Linked DNA regions of Mus musculus: regions 1 and 3 are each linked to region 2. The links are chromatin contacts, called in public promoter capture Hi-C maps. All regions are on one chromosome and are shown on one strand. Each heading gives the region's core, a stretch centred on a gene start, on an enhancer-like site or on the middle of the called end of the contact. The rest is flanking DNA. Distances are from core to core; before and after follow the strand shown. Region 1 holds the start of Frs2 (fibroblast growth factor receptor substrate 2). Region 2 holds the start of Tph2 (tryptophan hydroxylase 2). Region 3 holds the start of Best3 (bestrophin 3).

The links. Promoter capture Hi-C pulls out the DNA fragments that hold promoters and counts their contacts.
Region 1: a promoter capture Hi-C map of pre-B cells shows a contact between it and region 2, with 2.2 times the contacts expected there. The contact joins the promoter of Frs2 here to the promoter of Tph2 in region 2. A contact is called at or near these places in 3 of 39 promoter capture datasets (hippocampal neurons, liver and pre-B cells).
Region 3: a promoter capture Hi-C map of liver shows a contact between it and region 2, with 4 times the contacts expected there. The contact joins the promoter of Best3 here to the promoter of Tph2 in region 2. A contact is called at or near these places in 4 of 39 promoter capture datasets (hippocampal neurons, liver and pre-B cells).

The regions. Positions count from the first base shown.
Region 1 is chr10:117,147,087-117,149,786 of GRCm38.p6, reverse strand. Frs2 (fibroblast growth factor receptor substrate 2) reads left to right here and starts at 1,313. Exons shown (of 10, transcript NM_177798.3): 1 at 1,313-1,395.
Region 2 is chr10:115,183,637-115,186,336 of GRCm38.p6, reverse strand. Tph2 (tryptophan hydroxylase 2) reads left to right here and starts at 1,315. Exons shown (of 11, transcript NM_173391.3): 1 at 1,315-1,552. The coding sequence starts at 1,448.
Region 3 is chr10:116,984,969-116,987,668 of GRCm38.p6, reverse strand. It overlaps Best3 (bestrophin 3), which reads right to left and starts at 1,355. Exons shown (of 10, transcript NM_001007583.1): 1 at 857-1,355. It overlaps Gm46182 (a long non-coding RNA gene), which reads left to right and starts at 906. Exons shown (of 3, transcript XR_001779645.1): 1 at 906-995; 2 at 2,668-2,700.

The DNA.
Region 1 (2,700 bases), core at 64-2,563, 2.0 Mb before region 2:
CTTAACACTTGTCCCTGCAGTATTTAACAGACACTATGCATGCTAAGAAACTCTTTTCTTTTTTGCTCTTCCTTTTTTCCTCCTCCTCTCCTTCTTTTTGGACAAGAGTCTTGCTTCATAGTCCTGGCCACCTTTGTCTGGAAACTCACTGTAAAGCTTAGGCTGGCTAGAAACTCTCCGGACTCTCCCTGCCTCAGCCTTTTTAGACTGCTGGAAACAAAATAGCTTGTCAGGTTTGAGCCCTTTTCTTCCATGTGGGGCTTTGCTTCATACTGAAAACCTGCCTTTAATATTTGATGTTTCTTGATTTTGTGACAGAGCAAATCTTTTAAGATCGTCTCACTTCTTTGCCTGACACTGACTCTGTAGGCTCTCATACTGTCTGTCTTTGGTAAGTTTCAAAAGTGCCCAGGTCTTCTCTATTGCTAGTTACTGGTTAGGTATAAGAATTGTGCGGACGTACTCAGTCCTGGGTACTTTGAAATGCTTACTATTGCGTTATGCATTATATTATTTTTAACGTCTACAATCCAGAGATGAACACGACACACACACACACCAGGGTGAAATGTAAAGAAACAGGATCCTGGCACTAAGATTGCATAGCCCATCATCTCAGCCTTTGTTTAAAGTGCAAAGGATGACCCATATAGGGAAATAATTTGGCTCCCGTCTTTGAATAATTTGAAAAGTCTTGTTTGGGGCAAATGAGAGTTCTACGCATACCACAAATTAAAGTAAAACCAAGAGCCAGCATATGTGGTAAAGTCCGATACTTTGGCCGATTTCCTTCTCTGTAAGACACAGAGAATAAAAGCACCAATTTCCAGGAGTTTGAAGGTTATTAAATGAGTTAACGCCACCGAATCGCGTAATAAATGCCCTGTCTACCACGCCGTAAGCCTTCCTTCGATAAATGTCAACTGCATTTTCACGCGGGACAGAAGCGAGAAAGGATAACACCGCCGGCCGGTCGGCAAGCCGGTGAATGCTCCGGGCTCGGCGAAATTAGATTCTCCGGGCCCCTGTAGAATTAAGTAGAAGGGAGCGATCCTAACAGGCGTTAAAATAAGGGGTGCCAGCGGTAGCTCGGGGCCCGCGGGACCACAGGGGTTAGCAAGGAGCCCGGGGGCGGGGCTCGGGGGCGGGTCCGCTGGCGCCCGGAGCAGAGGCCACGCCCCTCCCGGGAGGGCTGGCAGCTCCAGCCTGGGAGCAGTTCCGGTGCCAAACCCCTGCCCTCCCCCGCTCCCCCGGAAGTGCTTGTCTAGGGTTCGGGCTGGAGAGAGGCCTTGTAGACACAGGCGCCGAGGCTCCGAGCAGGGGGTCAGGTCGCGGGGAGAGTGAGGAGCTCCGCGGCTGCCACCCCGCGCCCCTCGCAGCGCCTTCGCGCCGACGGTGAGTAGCCGGGGACGCCGAGCGGGGCCTGCGCTGGGCGAGCGAGCCTCGGACCCGGCTGTCCGCTGCAGGTTCAGCCGTCGGGGATCCGGGGAAGGGGTTCGTCGGCCGCCGCGGAGCGCGCGCGGCCCGCGGGCCGGGAAGGGGCGCGATGCGGGGCCGCGGAGTGGGCGGGGCGCAGCCGGAGCGGGGTTCCCGGAGCCGCGGCCGCCCGCAGAGGGGGGACTCCGTAGCGGGGCCCGGCCGTCGGCGCTGCGACCCCCTCTCTGCATCGGGCAAGTGGGCTCGGTGCCTCCGCTGTGGGGTCTGTGCACTCGGACGCTGGGGACCGGGACAGCCAGACTGCACTGGACATCAGTGTCCAACTTTCGTCGCCTCTTGGATCTGTCCCCTCTTCCCGTCTCAGTAATTATCCTGTGTCCCAGGGGTGTAGTCAGTCCGAGGGTGGGGCGCTCCCTGTGTGGATGCTGGCGATCTCTTGCGGGGCTTGCGTCGGGGTCGCCGGAGGTTCGATTTGGACTCGGCTCGAAACTTAACTGGGTCTGGATGCCTGCGTAGGGTCGGTCAGTGAGGCAGTACCATTCCTCGAAGGGTCTTTGCTCCCTTGCAAACTGAAACTGTTGGGAGTTACTTCTTAAAAACAAAGATTTGAGGAGATTCGTAGATTCAGAGGAGTTTCCCCGTGTTCTTGCTGACGTTAAAAAAAAAAAAAAAACCATGCTATTCTGTAATCAGCCTTCCGAATTCCTGCGCTCATCCGAAGTCACAGTTGTTAAGACTTCAGTCGGGACCTTGCACAAGTTGACTGCAAAAGGCTGGAGAATTGTATCCTTTTTTTTCACCCCAGTTTGTTTACTTTCATACTTGGAACTGTCATTTCTTGAGCTAATTATATATATGTGTATATATGTGTGTATATACACACACACACACACATATACACACACACATATATATACACACACATATGTATGTATATTATATGTATATATATATATATATATATATATATATATATATATATAATTTCCCTCAGTTTCTCCTCGGAGGTTCTTCGTGTAGTCCAGTTGTGGGAACGCGGGGTGGGGGTGTTCCCACAGCGGGACAGAGGTGTTTGTTGATTTAAGCATATGAAGTGTTTAACTCCAATAAACTGAGACTTTCCTAGAGAAGAAAATCTTGTAGGCACTGTTAGTAAACTGAGTTTAGGTGATAAACTACGGATAAAAGGTTTGTAGGAAATAATGGAGCTATTTTCCGCTTTTATTGAGTTTTAAATTATTATCAGATAGTTTATTTGTTGCA
Region 2 (2,700 bases), core at 66-2,565:
GGTAGAGAAAGCCAAAATTGCCTGAATTAAAATCCTACTTTGAACATTCTTTATTTGTGTGAGCACGTGAACCTTTGTTAATTTACCTACAGCTTTTGTGCCTTAGTATACATACACACATATATACACACACATGCATACACACACACACACACACACACACACACACACACACACACACACACAATCAGTAACTCTTTGTGAGTGTTGTTATGATGACTGTTCTGACATACAAACATGCATAGAAAGTGTCCAGAATTAGCATTGTCAACCATCATTTTTCATAATTACTTCGGTTCATTTATTAACACTTGCTTTTCCTATTAGCTGCTCAGTGCTGGTTTTCAGAGGACAAGTAAGCTGGATGATTATTTCCAGAGTTGGATCAAACAAAAATCCTAAACCCTCAAGTCTCCAGAAACAATTAAAATCCAACCAATGTTAACATATACAGTCTTGCTTTGAAGAACCTTCATTCTGCTTTCTACATAATCAAACTGTATAGGTCCCAGATTTTGGTTAGTTCTTCAGTTAAACATGTGCTCTTGCTTAAGAATTTTCCATTCTTCAAAGGATTGTCAAGCTTTCCTGTGGCTTTCTAAAGTTGGAAAAGTACAAATATAATCTTGTCTATGCCTGTCAAATTGCTGGGTCTGATCAGGTCATAGATGGAGAGCAATAAAATTGTATCAGAAGAGTATCAAAGGAATGATGGGCCTATGGGCATTTCATTTCCATATATTTCTTACTTAATGAAGAACATTCTAGAAGGTTAGCATCTGAGCTAAGTTCAAGCCTCGAATTTCAAAAGCCTGAATATCCTTCTACATGGAAACACCATGGGTTTTGGAAGCAGACTTCTTATGAAAGCCGTCACACACACACACACACACACACACACACACACACACACACACACACAGGTAAAATTTGCATAATGTAACGTCATGCCAGCAGAAAAGCCTTTCTTAAGTTATTTTTTTACTTTTATAAAATACAAAGCACTTAAATTCATAGTTACTTAAAGACGGAGGGTAACCTTCCAATAGCAGACTTGAGATTCAAAATTAGACGACGGCTGTTTTGTTGCAAGAAAAAAAAATAATAACCCTGATGTATTGTTCCCCTCCATCTCTTCCCAAAGAGCTACTCGACCTACGAAACAAACAAATCTCATCAGGAGCACAGATAACCCCAAGCTTCAGACGTGTAATCTGACTGTGGCCATCAGCAACCAGAAATGAGTTTTTTCTAATCAGCTTTCCATCAGTCCTCAGTCACTCATATAAAGGAACACGGGGAGGGGAGGAAGCGCACTGCTCTTCAGCACCAGGGTTCTGGACAGCGCCCCGAGCAGGCAGCTGCCACTGCAGTTCCTCCTTCATCTCTGCCAAGGCCGCCCCTCTGGTCCCCCCTGCTGCTGAGAAAGAAAATTACATCGGGAGCCATGCAGCCCGCAATGATGATGTTTTCCAGTAAATACTGGGCCAGGAGAGGGTTGTCCTTGGATTCTGCTGTGCCAGAAGATCATCAGCTACTTGGCAGCTTAACAGTGAGTATCGAGTATCTGGCAGTCTCCGGTGTTCTCTAGGGCATCAATGGTCTTAACCTCACCATATGGACACCTGCTGTAGAGTAAGCATGAAGTTCAACTCCCTTTTCCTCAGTCGTCTTGTCTTACTGCCTCCTTTCTGTCTGCCTCAGCTCTCCACAAAGTACAAGCAGCTGGGCGAGTTGCTGGGAGATAAACTCTCCTCAAATAGAAAGTGAAGTTCCCTATCGTGAAGAATGAAAGATTATGTGAACCAATGTGCTAAATTCACTCCTCCTTCAAAGTATAGAACTTGAAAGGCTGATAAGGAAGATTTGGGAGAAAGAATTAAATACATCTCTCTGGTTTCTACAAGGCAATATTGTCTCCTATGCCCTACAGAGCTAATATGTGTATTCTTGAGATTAAGTGCAGGTTTTGGAATAAAAGAGGAACCAGGGCCCTTCAAAGGTTTCCCTGCATGCCACATTACTCTCCCTTTAAAGCTTAATTGATGGAAGAGTTAAGGAAGCATTCTGTTTGCTTCAATATTTACAAGATGTGTGTGTGTGTGTGTGTGTGTGTGTGTGTGTGTGTTTAAAATACTAACATTAAAGAATGGTATTTGAAGAGTTACAGTTCTTGCAAAGGTTTAGGTCTTAATTTGACCAACAGTTATGAGCTTTAATAAACACAGTGGTTTGATTTGCTAACATGCAATAAAATACACATCCAAGGTTCTGTCATTAAAATTTTAAGGGATGCTTCACCGTTGTCCTTCCTGTTTATCAACCAATTGCAAATTCAGCTCGTCAGAGAAAAATTGGGTTAATGCCATAGCTCCAAGTATGTCCATTCTATTTATTACCCACAAACGCTGAAAAACAGTCACAGCAACTTTCTTAGCACTATTTAAGTCGATTTGCGAAAATGAGGCCAAAATGTAAAATAGCTTTTCTAATACTCAAGTATCATGAATATTTGTATGAGGTGTTACATTGAGGAATTCCGAAGCTGTAATAAACGGCAAGAAGAAAACCACGAAGCCCTTCAGTTATGGTTAATGTATGACACTTTCCCATAAAAATGCACCTTAGACATATGAGACACAGGCATTACCTGGAGAGGGGGGAGCAGATGTTGGGAATAGGAAGACATTTGAGCTTCTA
Region 3 (2,700 bases), core at 106-2,605, 1.8 Mb before region 2:
CCTAGTGTGTCTGTAATTTAGAACACCTTGTTCTGGATTCATTTCGTGGACGTGGGCAGGATGAGAATGGGGCCTAATCCCAGTTTTCTTTGAGCTCCCTGGCATGCCTCGGCTTCTCACTGAGATGTGCCATCGGACTTCGAATAGATGGCTCAAAGCCGACCTTTGTTTGGAAACCTTACTCAGCTAACTGGGTAGTATAGGTCACATGCAAACAAAAGGAGATCTCTTTAAAATGTTAACTTTTCTCCAAAGGAACTACAAAGAACTTCTCACAGAGCAACACAGGCTGATAGATTTTAGGTCAAAATTATAATACACACACCCACACAAAAACCCAACCAAACAAACCCTAGAGCATATTTTTTTCCCCCCGTAGAGCGATTTATATCACACATTCTATCACAAATAAGAGAATGTTTCATTTAGACAGGCAAATATCCAACTGTGATTTATCCAGTTTCTCTAAGGACGTAAGAGCTGGCAGCTGTATCCACAGCAACAACAGCAAAGTGCTGATTTGTCCTCCATGGTTGTTGATTTTAATTAAACAAACCAGGGCCCTTTGCCTAAGTCAGTAGGTGACACCACAGAAGGGTGGGGTGCCTGCCCTAAAACAGGCTTCGCTTTGAGATCGCCACCTTGTCTCTCTGCCTCGGGAGAACTCAGCGACAGGGGAGAACAGAACAGCAATGTCCTAAGCTCTTCTCCAGGCAGGCCCCGTCAAGGGACAGCCTCTAACCAATCCCCTTTTCTTCCATTCACTCCTTCACCCTCAGTTCAGGCTCTGTCCGAAACCCGACGCCCACCAAGCATAAGGTCACGTTCAAGTGCAGAAGCCGGCTCGCGCACTAACCTATTTCTTTGGAGTCTCTCAAGGGAAGAGAAATCTTCAAACGATCTGCCGTCCCTGAAGAGGTGCCGGCTTCCACCCTCACTGGTGACCAGCTGGGTTTCCTCCTAGTTCTCCTGCTGCTGTGGCGATCCAGCGTGTAGTGAGTCCAGGGTTAAATGTTTTTCCACTTGCAGAGGCCTGTCTGTGCCAGTTTGCCCACTGATGACAGTTATAGCTGGGGACAAACAGAAGTGACAGCTGCTGATGGTGCTTTTTTCTAATCTATAATTATAACTCCACCTGCCGCCCAAAGTACCCCTTTGAACAAGAAGTCAGCGGCGGTGGCGGGAGGATGCTGGGCCATTTAAGTCCAGTTAAGATTCATTTCAACTCTGGCCTGGGATCAAGGAAGAAAAGCCTTTTTCTACTGAAAAGGTCTGAACATACTCCAGTAGCCAAAGAGGGGATTAGGACAGTCTTTTTGTGCATGAAATGAAGAATAAATTCTTATGGAGCCATACACTGGGGCAGACAGGAATGAAAGCAAGAATTCTGATCTTCTGAGAGATCTTGAGAATGCTCTTCCATTAAAAGCAGCAAGAGTGTGTGTGTGTGTGTGTGTTTAGGATGTGAGTATATTTATGTGCATGTGTAGTATGTGTATGTGTGGTATATATGTGTGTGTGCATGCATGTGTGTCTAGGGTATGAGTACATTTATGTACATGTGTGGTATATAGGTGTGTATGTGTACATGTGTATGGTGTATAGATATGTATGGTGTATAGATGTGTGTGGTATATAGGTGTGTGTGTGTGTATGTATGTAAGTGCATGTGTGTTGTATATATGTGTATGGTGTATAGGTGTGTATGTGTTCATGTGTATTGTGTACATGTGTGTGTGTACATGTGTGTGGTTTATATATGTGTGTGCACGCACATCCATATGTGCATGCATGTATGTGTAGGATGTGAGTATATTTGTATGGTAAGTATGTGGTGTACATGTGAGTGTGGTATGTGTGTGTGTGGTGTATGTGTGTGTGGTGTGTGTTTTAGAAGTGCACAGAGAATTATGTGATGGCCTGGTGCAGTGGAAAACTGTAACCCTCTGTCTTATTATGTTTCTCCCATGGTTAACCAGAAAAGCTTGTTATTCGAGATGGTTTCTTTCAGATTTATAATAATAGATATTTTCTTTCTTAAAAGAGGCTGCTCATCTGAGTTCTGTAGGTGATAGACTAATTAATTAATCTGAGGGTCATTTCCTGAGACCCTGTTAACTTTCTGAGGTAATTTTTCCACCTGTCATTACACCACAAGCTTAAAGAGAATAGCAAAAAATAGTTTTTGTAGAGAAACATGTAGAATAAAATATTATAAAAATCAAGACTAGGCTATGCCTGGTGGGTCATGACTGTAATCCTATTGATGGGAAAGTTGAAGCAGGAGACTTACCCTGAGTTCAAGGGTAGCCTGGGCAATTCAGTAAGTTCCAGGATAGCCTCAAAACAAATAAGCAAATGGATGCTTCCCCCACAGCCCTAAAAAGGAATACATAAAATTCAAATTTCTAAAGAATTAGTCAACCTTATGTGCATGTGAGCGACTTGGTCAAACCGCAAGCGCTTTAGAGTCCTGACAGATTAATTTTTCTGGCTTATTTGTATTGCTGGCTTATTTGTCCCTGTTCCTCTTGTTGCTAACTTCAGGTCGGGGGTCCTGTGAATAATGAATATTCATTTAGTAATTGTGTGCTAACTGATCGCACCCCTGGGGCTCCATTAACGGGTACTGGATCTTGTTACTGTTTGGTTATCACACTTCCACAGCTTTGAGTACCACGGGGGATTTGTGAACATGCA